Regions from separate parts of the Gossypium raimondii genome. Here region 2 is linked to region 1. Evidence: chromatin contacts called from public Hi-C data. All regions are on one chromosome and are shown on one strand. The core of a region is the stretch at or near the end of the contact, and the rest is flanking DNA. Distances in the headings are between cores, read along the strand shown. Region 1 holds the start of LOC105794493 (squamosa promoter-binding-like protein 2). Region 2 holds the start of LOC105794508 (meiosis-specific protein ASY1).

The links. Hi-C and Micro-C count contacts between places; a contact is called where the count stands out from the background.
Region 2: a Hi-C map of leaf shows a contact between it and region 1, with 4 times the contacts expected there. The contact joins the promoter of LOC105794508 here to the promoter of LOC105794493 in region 1. A contact is called at or near these places in 2 of 2 Hi-C or Micro-C datasets (both in leaf).

Annotation. Positions count from the first base shown.
Region 1 is chr3:47,906,864-47,912,143 of ASM2569854v1, reverse strand. LOC105794493 (squamosa promoter-binding-like protein 2) reads right to left here and starts at 3,317. Exons shown (of 5, transcript XM_012623680.2): 1 at 3,106-3,317; 2 at 576-1,346; 3 at 298-434. The coding sequence starts at 1,261. LOC105794492 (4-coumarate--CoA ligase-like 1) reads right to left here. Exons shown (of 6, transcript XM_012623678.2): 5 at 5,270-5,280; 6 at 4,423-4,764. The coding sequence ends at 4,527.
Region 2 is chr3:48,218,504-48,223,783 of ASM2569854v1, reverse strand. It overlaps LOC105794508 (meiosis-specific protein ASY1), which reads left to right and starts at 2,333. Exons shown (of 22, transcript XM_052628440.1): 1 at 2,333-2,569; 2 at 2,678-2,734; 3 at 3,350-3,446; 4 at 3,542-3,610; 5 at 3,709-3,801; 6 at 3,896-4,022; 7 at 4,132-4,201; 8 at 4,298-4,339; 9 at 4,645-4,773; 10 at 4,862-4,975; 11 at 5,117-5,159; 12 at 5,273-5,280. The coding sequence starts at 2,567.

The DNA of each region.
Region 1 (5,280 bases), core at 2,068-4,567:
TAAAACTCAGTTAAGGAATCAGTCAAGATATTACTGACATCATTTTTCAACCAAATGCAGCATATATTAAGATATTGTATTACCATAGAGAACCAAGTACCATTTATTAAAGAACATCTTGATTAAATAAAATGAAAAAATCCAGATTGACTTGGTTAATGAAATAACTCAACTCCATAATTTGAGAGGTAAAAGAAAAGGGAAAAAATAAAGTGTCTTAGTCTATTCTTGAGATAGTAGCATATAGCAAAAATTATATGAATGAAAACATATCAAACTTGGGTCTGAAACCATTACCATATGCTGCTTGTGAAGGCCTTGCAGCACTGAAGTGGATTGCATCTGTCTGTGGTTTGCGGCGCCTTGCATTGTGGTCAGAAAGACGCCGGCGGCAGCTTCGCTTCTTTTCATCAAACTCTGACAGAGCATGGAACCTTTGACATCATGAATGAAAATTATGATTTCAACATTCATAATGAGATAGAATCACAAGTTCAGTAGTAAAGAATCAAATCACTACCATCAACTAAGAAATTCAAGTCTTCAATACTAAGATAATTAAAACAATATTTTACCTGCTACACTGCTGGCAGAACCGGAGCTCCAGACCACCTACAATAACCTTAGGGCTCTTTGAGTGACTTTCACAAACTCTGTGTTTCCGATGGTAATCCTTAGCCGAAGAAAGATCAAGGTTACAGCCTTCGACTTGGCAACGCAGAATATGTTTTGTCTGACAATTGGGTTTGGATCTCTTTGCCGGGGAAGGGGATGGTCCAGGAGTGGCAGAATAAGATGAAGTCTTTGAATTGCTTCCTGTGCAAACATCTTCAAAGTATGTTTGCTTGCCAAGCTTTAAACTGAGCAATGGCTCACCAGAGCCAACTGAAGCCTCAAATATTGGGGAACTACCGGTGTGCTCAACCTTGGAAACCTTTTTCTTGTTGCTAATTTCATGTGGTATAGCTTCAAAAGCCTCCAAAGTAAATGTGGTCACTTTTACCTCTCCCGCAGATGAAGAATTAATGGATGCCGATTTCGAACTTTTAGACAAAGAAATAAGGCCCAAATCTGATCCAGAACCACCACTACCTCCAGCAGCAGCACCAGAAGAATAGAGAGACCCAGAGTCCAGCTCTTCCTCGCCCTCAATATCCCACTCTGCCGATCTTAGCTTCCTTGGAATTTCAGTTGGTGTCGCATTTAACATCATTAGGTTCTCCCACTCCCATTGCAACGGGGTTTTGGCATTCCAGTCCATGAGAGAGATAGAACTCACAGAACAGTTCAAACAATCTTCTTCATATAAAAGCCAAGCCACTTGTCAACAGATCCTAAAATATAACCTAGAGGTTTGCTCAATTCATTAAGGAAATAAACGAAAAGAATTTCAATCATCCTAAATTCAGTAACCTTATATATGAAGCAGACCATTCAAAGAATCCTTATAGACACATAGCACGCAAAACAACTGATAAACAAAAATTAATCCCTGCATATCAAGTTCAAAACTTACCTCTAAATCTAACAGCATCAAAGTCCAACCCTCTCTGTTTCTCAGATCTAGAGTGGTACAAGTTAGAAAATTTTCTATCCACTTCAACGAAACAATATTTAGTCCACTCCTTCCCCAAGTTTAAACTAAAAAGGGTTTGTTGATGCCACTTCAAATCCACTTAGCAAAACAATCGCAACCAGGGTAGTAGAGAGGTTTGACTAAACAAAGCAATCACTTCTCAAGCCGAGCGTTTTTTTATGCAGATATCAATATCCAACAGAAAAGAGAGCTTAAGCAACGACAAAAAGTATGTTATATTGGACCTTGCAGATTCGAACTAGAATAGTAGTAGAGCTTTTTTCTCATCCATTCATTATTGCTAACGCAAACAAACTGACACCATAGTTCCAAACTGTCTCTCTATACGAGTCTTGTACGAATGTAAGCTGATCTTCAACCCCAAGTAAAAACATAGTAGTGTTCCATAAACCTTCAACATCAGCAGTAAATTCCACCACCAAAACTCTAGAAAAATTTAGCTTATCTATTAACCCATCCAACAATAACTACCCGGTCTAGCCTCTTTAACAAAGCAGCTCCCTCTCTCTCTCTCTGCTCGCCCCACTATCTTCAATAATTCTAAGAAGCAGTAACAAAGTCCAAGTAGAGGAACCCAAAAATTAAACAAATAAAAGGATTCACGTTTTAATCAAGTAACCTAGTCTAAAAAACACTCTAACACTTTCAATAATTCCAATTCAATTATCTGGGAAATCTTGCAAAGTAGGTCCCTGACTCAGACCCACAACTACTGTACAAAACAAAATTCAATGAAACCCTAATCTACCATAAATTCTTGTACCGAAAAATATCTACCATACTGATGTATAAAAAGCTATCCCGACAACCATTTTTACTTGAACCCCCACGAGAACCATTAAAATCAATCAACAAATACCATACATGTCAACCAAAAAAATAAACAAAAAAGAAATTCTACTCACAATTTTTTTCTCCATACAATATATATGAAGTTTTGCATTGAAACAGAAATAGAACAAACATATAAACTAAAATATTCATTTTTACTAAAAAAATAGAAAGTATTTGGTCCCCTTCTTAGATATCATTCGTCATATCGTTTTTCCTTTTAATGTTTTGATAAATTCTTCTCAGCTTTCAGCCAGAAATACAAGGTAAAAAATAATAAAAAGGAACCCTTTTAACAAACATAAACGCAGTCGTTTCCATTTATTTTCCCCAGAAAACAAGAAAAGAAAAGGAACCATAACAAAAAAAAAAAAACGCACTTTACCTTCTTTTTTTTTTCTTTCTAAAGTTAAAACAAGTTCACATAATAAAGGTAGAAGATAGGAAGAAAATGATGTTTCAATCTGAGCCGCAAAAACAAGAGATGTTTCCCCATTTTTAGAAACTCCAGTACCTCATTATTGCTTTCTTTGTTAATCCAAAATGAAAACTCTGTTTTATCTTTCCTATTTATTAACGGCGTTTAGTAAAAACAAAGTGAAAACATATATAAAAGAAGAAGAAAGAAAGAAAGAAAAGGCAAGGCAAATGCTTTCTGGTGAGATTGAGTTACTTACCGATGCGTACTTCAATGGTGGGCAGAAAGAATAGAAAAAGAAAGAGCAGAAGGATTAAAGATCTTGAAAAAGAAAGGAGATAAGGTACAGCAAAGCACAGCCCACAGCCGAGTCCGAGTCTGAGACCGAGTCAGGGTCTCTTTCACAGACTGAAAATGGAAGGACAAGCAACGAAAGAGGTGGTGAGAGTGGCGCAAAAAATAATTAAAGCCTAGCTTTTTTGGAAGAAATTATTTCCTTTTATTATTATTATTTATTTATTTGTTTGTTGTATTATTACTGCTGCAGTAACTTTTTTTTTAAATGCAGAAATTAAATTAGGTAGAATTTATTTAAAATAATGACACGTGCCAGTACAAAAGCTGATTGCATTGCAACTTTTGCAGGTTATGGAGTATGGACTATGGAGTAGTAGTTTTTTGGACGGTAATGAAAGGGTTGCCTTTTTCTCGTCAGTTACAGGTAGCCAGCCCAACTAATATTAGGTCTATTAATTATATTATCCGATGTTGTATTTTTAATCCCTTAATTGTTAATTAAAATTTTACCTATAAAAAAGCAACGTATTAATAAATAAATTTAATGTTGATCTTATAATAAAATTCCAAATTTTAAAAAATACAAAAATTAGAAAATAAGAATTTAAAGAATTTGATTAAAAATAAAACAATGCAGATTATTGGAAAGGCGGGGCAGAATTCAAAATATTAAAAAGAATAAATCATCCCTACAATTCCTGAATTAAGAGTTTGTGCTGCAAAATCTACTTGACATTAATTATTATAAGTTAATGAAACCTTTTTCTATTTTTGGTTTTAAAATATATCAACTAACTCTCAGGTTTTTGATGATTATTCTATGTTCTGTCATATTATAATTAAGGAAGTCCAATTTTTTGGATTATGATAATCATACTAGCATCAAAACATTAAAATAATTCACCTATCCAAGGGACCACAATTTGTGTTTAGATGGTGGATCTTTCTCACTTTCACCATTAAAATAAACCTTTAAACTCAGTATTAAAATATAATGTCATTAACTCTGAGCAAATTTGTCAACCCAGAGCTTCCACCGTACGTACAATCAAATATGGGTGTCAACTGTCAACCTATCCTTTAAACCCCCCTTTTTTCATTCTAATCTTTTAGGATCCCTTTAACAATTATTTGTAACATATTTTGACATTTTTATTTCTAAACCCTAATATACAATTATTCACATTGACACTTTGTCCCCTCTTAACTACCAAATCAAGTAGCAGAAACAGAGATAGTAACATATTGCTATTATTAATATTATTATATATAAGGAGACTGCAAGCATTTTCATTTTTCATTTTAAACATAAGATCATAACAATGAGATGGATTACTTTGAGTAAATGAAAAGAAAGGGATTTTATTGAAGGAAATGTTGGAATTAGGAATAGGAAGGGGGTTTGGGCATATTTTCCATCATCTTATCTTTCAAAAGCCTTCGCATGATTTTGCCAGATGGGGATTTGGGAATGGTGTCCACAAATTGCAGAACCCTCACTTTCTTGTAGTGTGCAACATTGGAGGCTACGTACTCCATTATGTCCCTTTCGTTTTCTTTGGCATTTGGGTTCATCACAACGCATGCCGCCGGAATTTCCCCTGCTTCTTCGTCAGGCAGCCTGTATTTCAATTCCACTCTTCATTGAGTTTGAGTGTAACAAATAGGTACATGTTTAATACAAGTATGACTTTATCTATTCAATACTTAAATATATTCTACAAAATAATAAAAATTTGTCTCATATTTGAAAGAGATTGGACAAAAATATATAAGTTCGAAAATAAAAATATCCGTTTAAAATATGTATCAAGCTCTGAGTTTAATCTATTTCTCAATGTTATAATATATTATAATTTAAATCATATAAAATTATATATATAGCCATTATACATAGTGTAATTATTAAAATATATTAATTTATTTATGTTTGAAAGTTTCATAAAACAAAATTATATATAAAATTAGAAAATATTAAATATAAAAAAGTAACACATTTAAAAAAAATAAAAATAACTTGGACAGATCTAAATAAAAGAATTTGGATAATATTTAACCCTTTTATGTATTTAGAGCATCATTATATTGTATAGGATACAGTGGCAAACATAGTTGCTAATACTTACGGCACCACTGC
Region 2 (5,280 bases), core at 1,084-3,583, 310 kb before region 1:
TTTTTGATCGATCAATCAAAACCCCTTCCCAAACTGTACAAGCTTCTTCCAAAGCATACGACTTTACGGATGTAGATGATGATATCTATACAGATGGATTCATATAATTCTTATCATATAATTCTTATATATATTGTACAATGAAGTACCACATGAGTAGATATATAGGAATCCAAATCTGTCGAACCACTCATGTTATGATCTTCTGCATCCTAGGTCTTCTGTTTAGATCATCGGCTTATGTTCTTCATGCGACATTCAAATTTGAATGACTCTATGAAATTACGTCGATACTTCCACATATTATGGGTAACTAGGAGACATCTATATTTTTCCCCAGAAGAAACTTTAGAATTACCACTACTTAGCTTTCAATTCACCTCTGACCATCAAATGAAATGTGAATAACCCGTCCTCCTCTCTTTGAAACAAGGGGCACTTCTGGTTCTGCCGGTGCTGGAAACAATTTTTTCTTCTCCATATTACTATATCTCTAGAGTCAATAATTTTATATGAGAAACTACTGAACTCAGTCACTTGCTGCCATTACTCTTCAGTTTTTTGTTGAGGTTTATCCTGTAGAGGTACTCAAATTAGATCAGTGATCGATTTTTAGGTTTCGTCATAGACCTAATTGGTTCCTTCTAATTACATAAATCAATAGTTCAAACCGCACTCAAAGGTCCCATTTTCATAGGAACTTCTGTACCAGAAATAATGGTATCTCCAATTATAGCCCCTCTAGGATGTAAAATATATCTCTTCTCACCATCCCCATAGTGACCCTTGCCAAATTTGAATATAAAAAGTAATGGAATATTGTGTAAATTTATCCTTTTTACACTTTTTCTTTTCTTTGTGACCTTTTCCGAGATCATCCTTGCATTTGATTCAATAGAAAAGTGAACAACGACAAGAAATAGAATAACCCAAATTTGAAAAATTAATCAAGTACCTAAAATAATAATTATATTAAGAATGTTATTAAATTATATATTATTTTATTAAATTGTATTAATAATTATGTTAAAATATGATTAAATTATTTATTATGATATTTATTAATTCATATTTTAATAATAATTATATTAAGAATATTATTAAATTATATATTATTTTATTAAATTATATTTAATAATAATTATATTGAAATATGATTTAATTATTTACTTTCTATATTTATTAAATTATATTTACTAATAATCTTATTAAAATTTAATAACAATAACAATAATCATCTACCTAAAAAAAGTCTACTAAGGATATTCTAGTCATTTAAATATTTTTTCTTATGCTATTACAACATCTATTTCATCCAACCAAATATAAAAATACTATTACATTCTATTCAATTCCATTGAACTAAACAATTGAATTACTGATTACAACTCTATTCTACTACAACTTTATTCCAGTACATTTCTATTCCATTACAGTCTTATTCCATTCACTCCAACCAAACGTGATGTTGATGTATTGAATTTATGTACTATATATAACTCTTATTTATGTAATGCATGATATATATCGACAATAATTTATGGTGGTAAATTCTTTCTTTACGATAATAAGCATGATAAATTTATATATTTTTTTATGTATGTGTTGAGGTTAATATTATTTTATTTATACATTTATGCATAACCATGTGTATATCCTTATAACCATGTGTACATTCTTGCATTACTTTTGTATATTATCATATGCATTATTTTTATATATTATTTTATAACATTTATGCATAATCTTAACAAAAAACCACTTAATATCTATGTAAAACAAAATATTGTAATTGACGAATTTAATAAAAAATTTAACAATACTAACAATTATAAAAATTCACATCATTATTCTAATTAGAATAAAATATTGATTAACTAATGACATTGTAAAAGTTAATATACCAAATTATATCAAAATAAAATAAATAAATTAAATCTCAAATTTGAGCTAAATATAATAATTAAATTGAAACTTAATTATTCTTATAATAAAAAAATAGAGAAAATAAAATTAGAATTTACTCACTTGTTAAAAAAAAGGATAAACAATGGATTAAGCCTTCATTTTATTTGAAAAAGGAAAACGGAGGTTCATGAGCAAGCTCGCGACGGTGCTCAGCGGACGTCTAGTTTTCATGTAACTGTCTCTCATTGGAAAAGTGGGTACGGTGCTTCAACGGACTCCAAGTCCCGGCAGCCAGTGCTTAGTTCATGATGTATTGGCCAAGCTGAAGCTGCCACGTCAGCATTCCACGACCAAAACGCCCTTAATGTTCATTTAAAATAACAATTTCATCCCTCATCACTACACTTCACAGTTCAAACACACCATCTGCATTTTTAATTTAGCCGTGCTTAAAATTTAAATTCCATGTACCGACCTTCTATAAATAGCGGCTCCCTAACTCTCCAAGCTCATTTCTCTCCCTCCATTACTTAGTTTCTCTCTCTCTCTAATTTGATTCAAATTTCCAAGCCAAACACTAGTTTTCTCTGAAAATTTCTCTTTCTCCTCGCTTTCTGCCATTTCAGTTCTCAGCTCTCTTAATCAAAATTCTACAACAATGGTGAGCTTTAAAATCAAAGCATTTCCTATCCATAATCACGATTTCACGTTTTCTTCGTATTTTCTCTACTCCAATCTCGTTATAACTTGTACCGCTTTATCTTTTCAGGTTGTTGCGCAGAAGGTTAAAGAAGCGGAGATCACTGAGCAAGATTCCCTCCTTCTGGTAAAACATTTCAACTATCCAGTTCTAGCTCGTTTCTTTTATTCCCCTCTGGCATTGATTTGATGTCTCAACACAGCGTTGAGTTTGCTTGTTTGCTGTTCTATACTTAGTTGCTACATAATTTTTTGCTCTGTTTTTTTCCTGTTTGATCGTAATATAGTTCCTTCTTTTATCTTCAAAAATTTGAGTGCATCGATAAAACTCAATCTGATGAATGCAACGAAGGCAGAAACCAAAATCTCTGTTCTCGTTTTTTGCTGAAATTTAACGTCTCTAGGAAACTCGGATATTAAAGGCTTTGTATGTACCAATAGTCTGCAGATCTGAACATTTTAATTTTGCTTTGTCGCTTCGATGAAAATTTTGCTCATAGCTGGTAATGCCCGCCGTTAATTTTTTTTTTTTTTTTCAGTACTGATTCCTTATATTTCATCGCAACTTCGCGAGAAAATTTGCTCTGTCTTTCTGTTTCTCTCGTGAATTTTGCTGCACAATGGATTCGAGTTTCTTTTTTCTATTATCATAGTTAGACCTAGAAGCTTTTGGAATTGCAGCTTTGATTATAAATATATTTAACTTGATCTCATCTTTGTGTATTGATTTTTCTCCTGACAGACGAGGAACTTGCTTCGTATTGCTATTTTCAATATTAGCTATATCAGAGGCCTTTTCCCAGAAAATTATTTCAACGATAAATCCGTCCCTGCTTTAGGTAAGCTTCTTCATCTAAGACTTTCACAAATTTCATTTTAAAATTTCCAAAATCTCTATGGCTAATTTCTTCAAAATCGTAACAATTATCATTAGAGATGAAGATCAAGAAGCTAATGCCGTTGGATGCAGAGTCTCGTAGACTGATTGATTGGATGGAGAAAGGCAAGTTGTTTTCCTTTGATTCTTCACTTCTTTTTCCTGTTTTCATCGTTTTCGCATCCTTGAATTTAATTATTCGATCATTTATCTCTTCTTCCCAGGTGTATATGATGCATTGCAGAAAAAGTACCTGAAAACATTATTGTTCTGCATATGCGAATCAATAGATGGAGCAATGATTGAGGAATACTCCTGTAAAATTTCCGAGTCACCGTTTTTCTAACCGTATTCAAAGTTTTAGTGGTTCGATTCTTGATTTAACAGATTGAGTATCCCTTCTCAATGCAGTCTCTTTTAGCTATTCCAATTCTGATACCCAAGAGGTTTCGATGAATATTAATCGCACTGGAAGCAAAAAGCATGGCAGAGCATTCATCTGCAACTCCACCACTGAAGTTAGTCCCAATCAAATGAGGTGATAAAAATTCGATTCATTCTACCCAGTATAATCTTGAATTTTCTACCCATTGTTGTTCAGAGATGCAATTTTAAGTTAAAACTTCCATAACAACGTAAAATTTCAGGAGTTCTGCTTGTAAAATGGTCCGTACTCTGGTTCAATTGATGAGAACTCTCGATAAGATGCCTGAAGAGGTAAATTTTAGCAAATAAGCTTTCTAAATATTTCTTTTACATACAGCTGTATTGGTATTATTAATTGTGATATATTCATTCTATCTTCTGTTTCAGCGTACTATACTAATGAAACTCCTCTACTATGATGATGTGACGGTACGCCTTTCTTATTTTCCCCGTGAAGACTTTGCTTCACCATCTACATCAAGTCTGGGGCTAAAATTATTTGTGAATTCTTATTGTCTATATAAGTGGATTGGGTATTTGGTTGTTGAGCATATGTTCGCTTCTCCGGGTAAATGTCGTAAACTTGGCCAGCTGTCGCATGCTTGCAATGCATATTGAACTGAAGCAACTCGTTACTTGTTTGTCTATGTGCTGATTTTCCTTCGCGTAACTGTTTTGTTATAACTGTTTTGTCAAAGTTTTTAGATTTAACGCGCTAATTTCATCAAGTACAGCCAATGGACTATGAGCCTCCATTCTTTAGAGGCTGTACGGAAGAAGAAGCTCACAATTCATGGATCAAAAATCCTTTAAGGATGGAAGTTGGAAATGTCAACAGCAAGCACTTTGTGTTAGCTCTCAAGGTAACTGTTTGAAGGCTTTTTGGATGCAGGGATCGCATTTGTGGTTCGTATATTAATCAAAGTTTTCGATACTGGTGACTTTGTACAGGTGAAAAGTGTGCTTGATCCTTGTGGGGATGAAAATGACGACATTGAAGATGAAGAAGTAAGCCTTGGTGTTGACTCTGTTCAAAGGGATGAATCTTCCGACTCTGATACTGAGGTAAAATAACAGTCTCCTTTGTTCAGTTTATGTACTGTTGCCCTTTAAAGCACGCTTGTAATATATGAAACCAACTGATACCACACTATCCAAATGATTAGAGCTGTGTTGAGGTCTTGGATTTTTGGCTACTGATTTCAGGTTGGTGAATCACAAGAAGACCAATTTATTGTGGCTCCAGTAGGTAAAGAAATTGTTTCACTAGACCTTATGGTCCTTATTTGTCCCTGCCATGTTTTTTATGAGTTCTTGCTGGGAGAATTTGATTGCCAGTAACAACAATGATTATTCTGCCAGATAAGGAA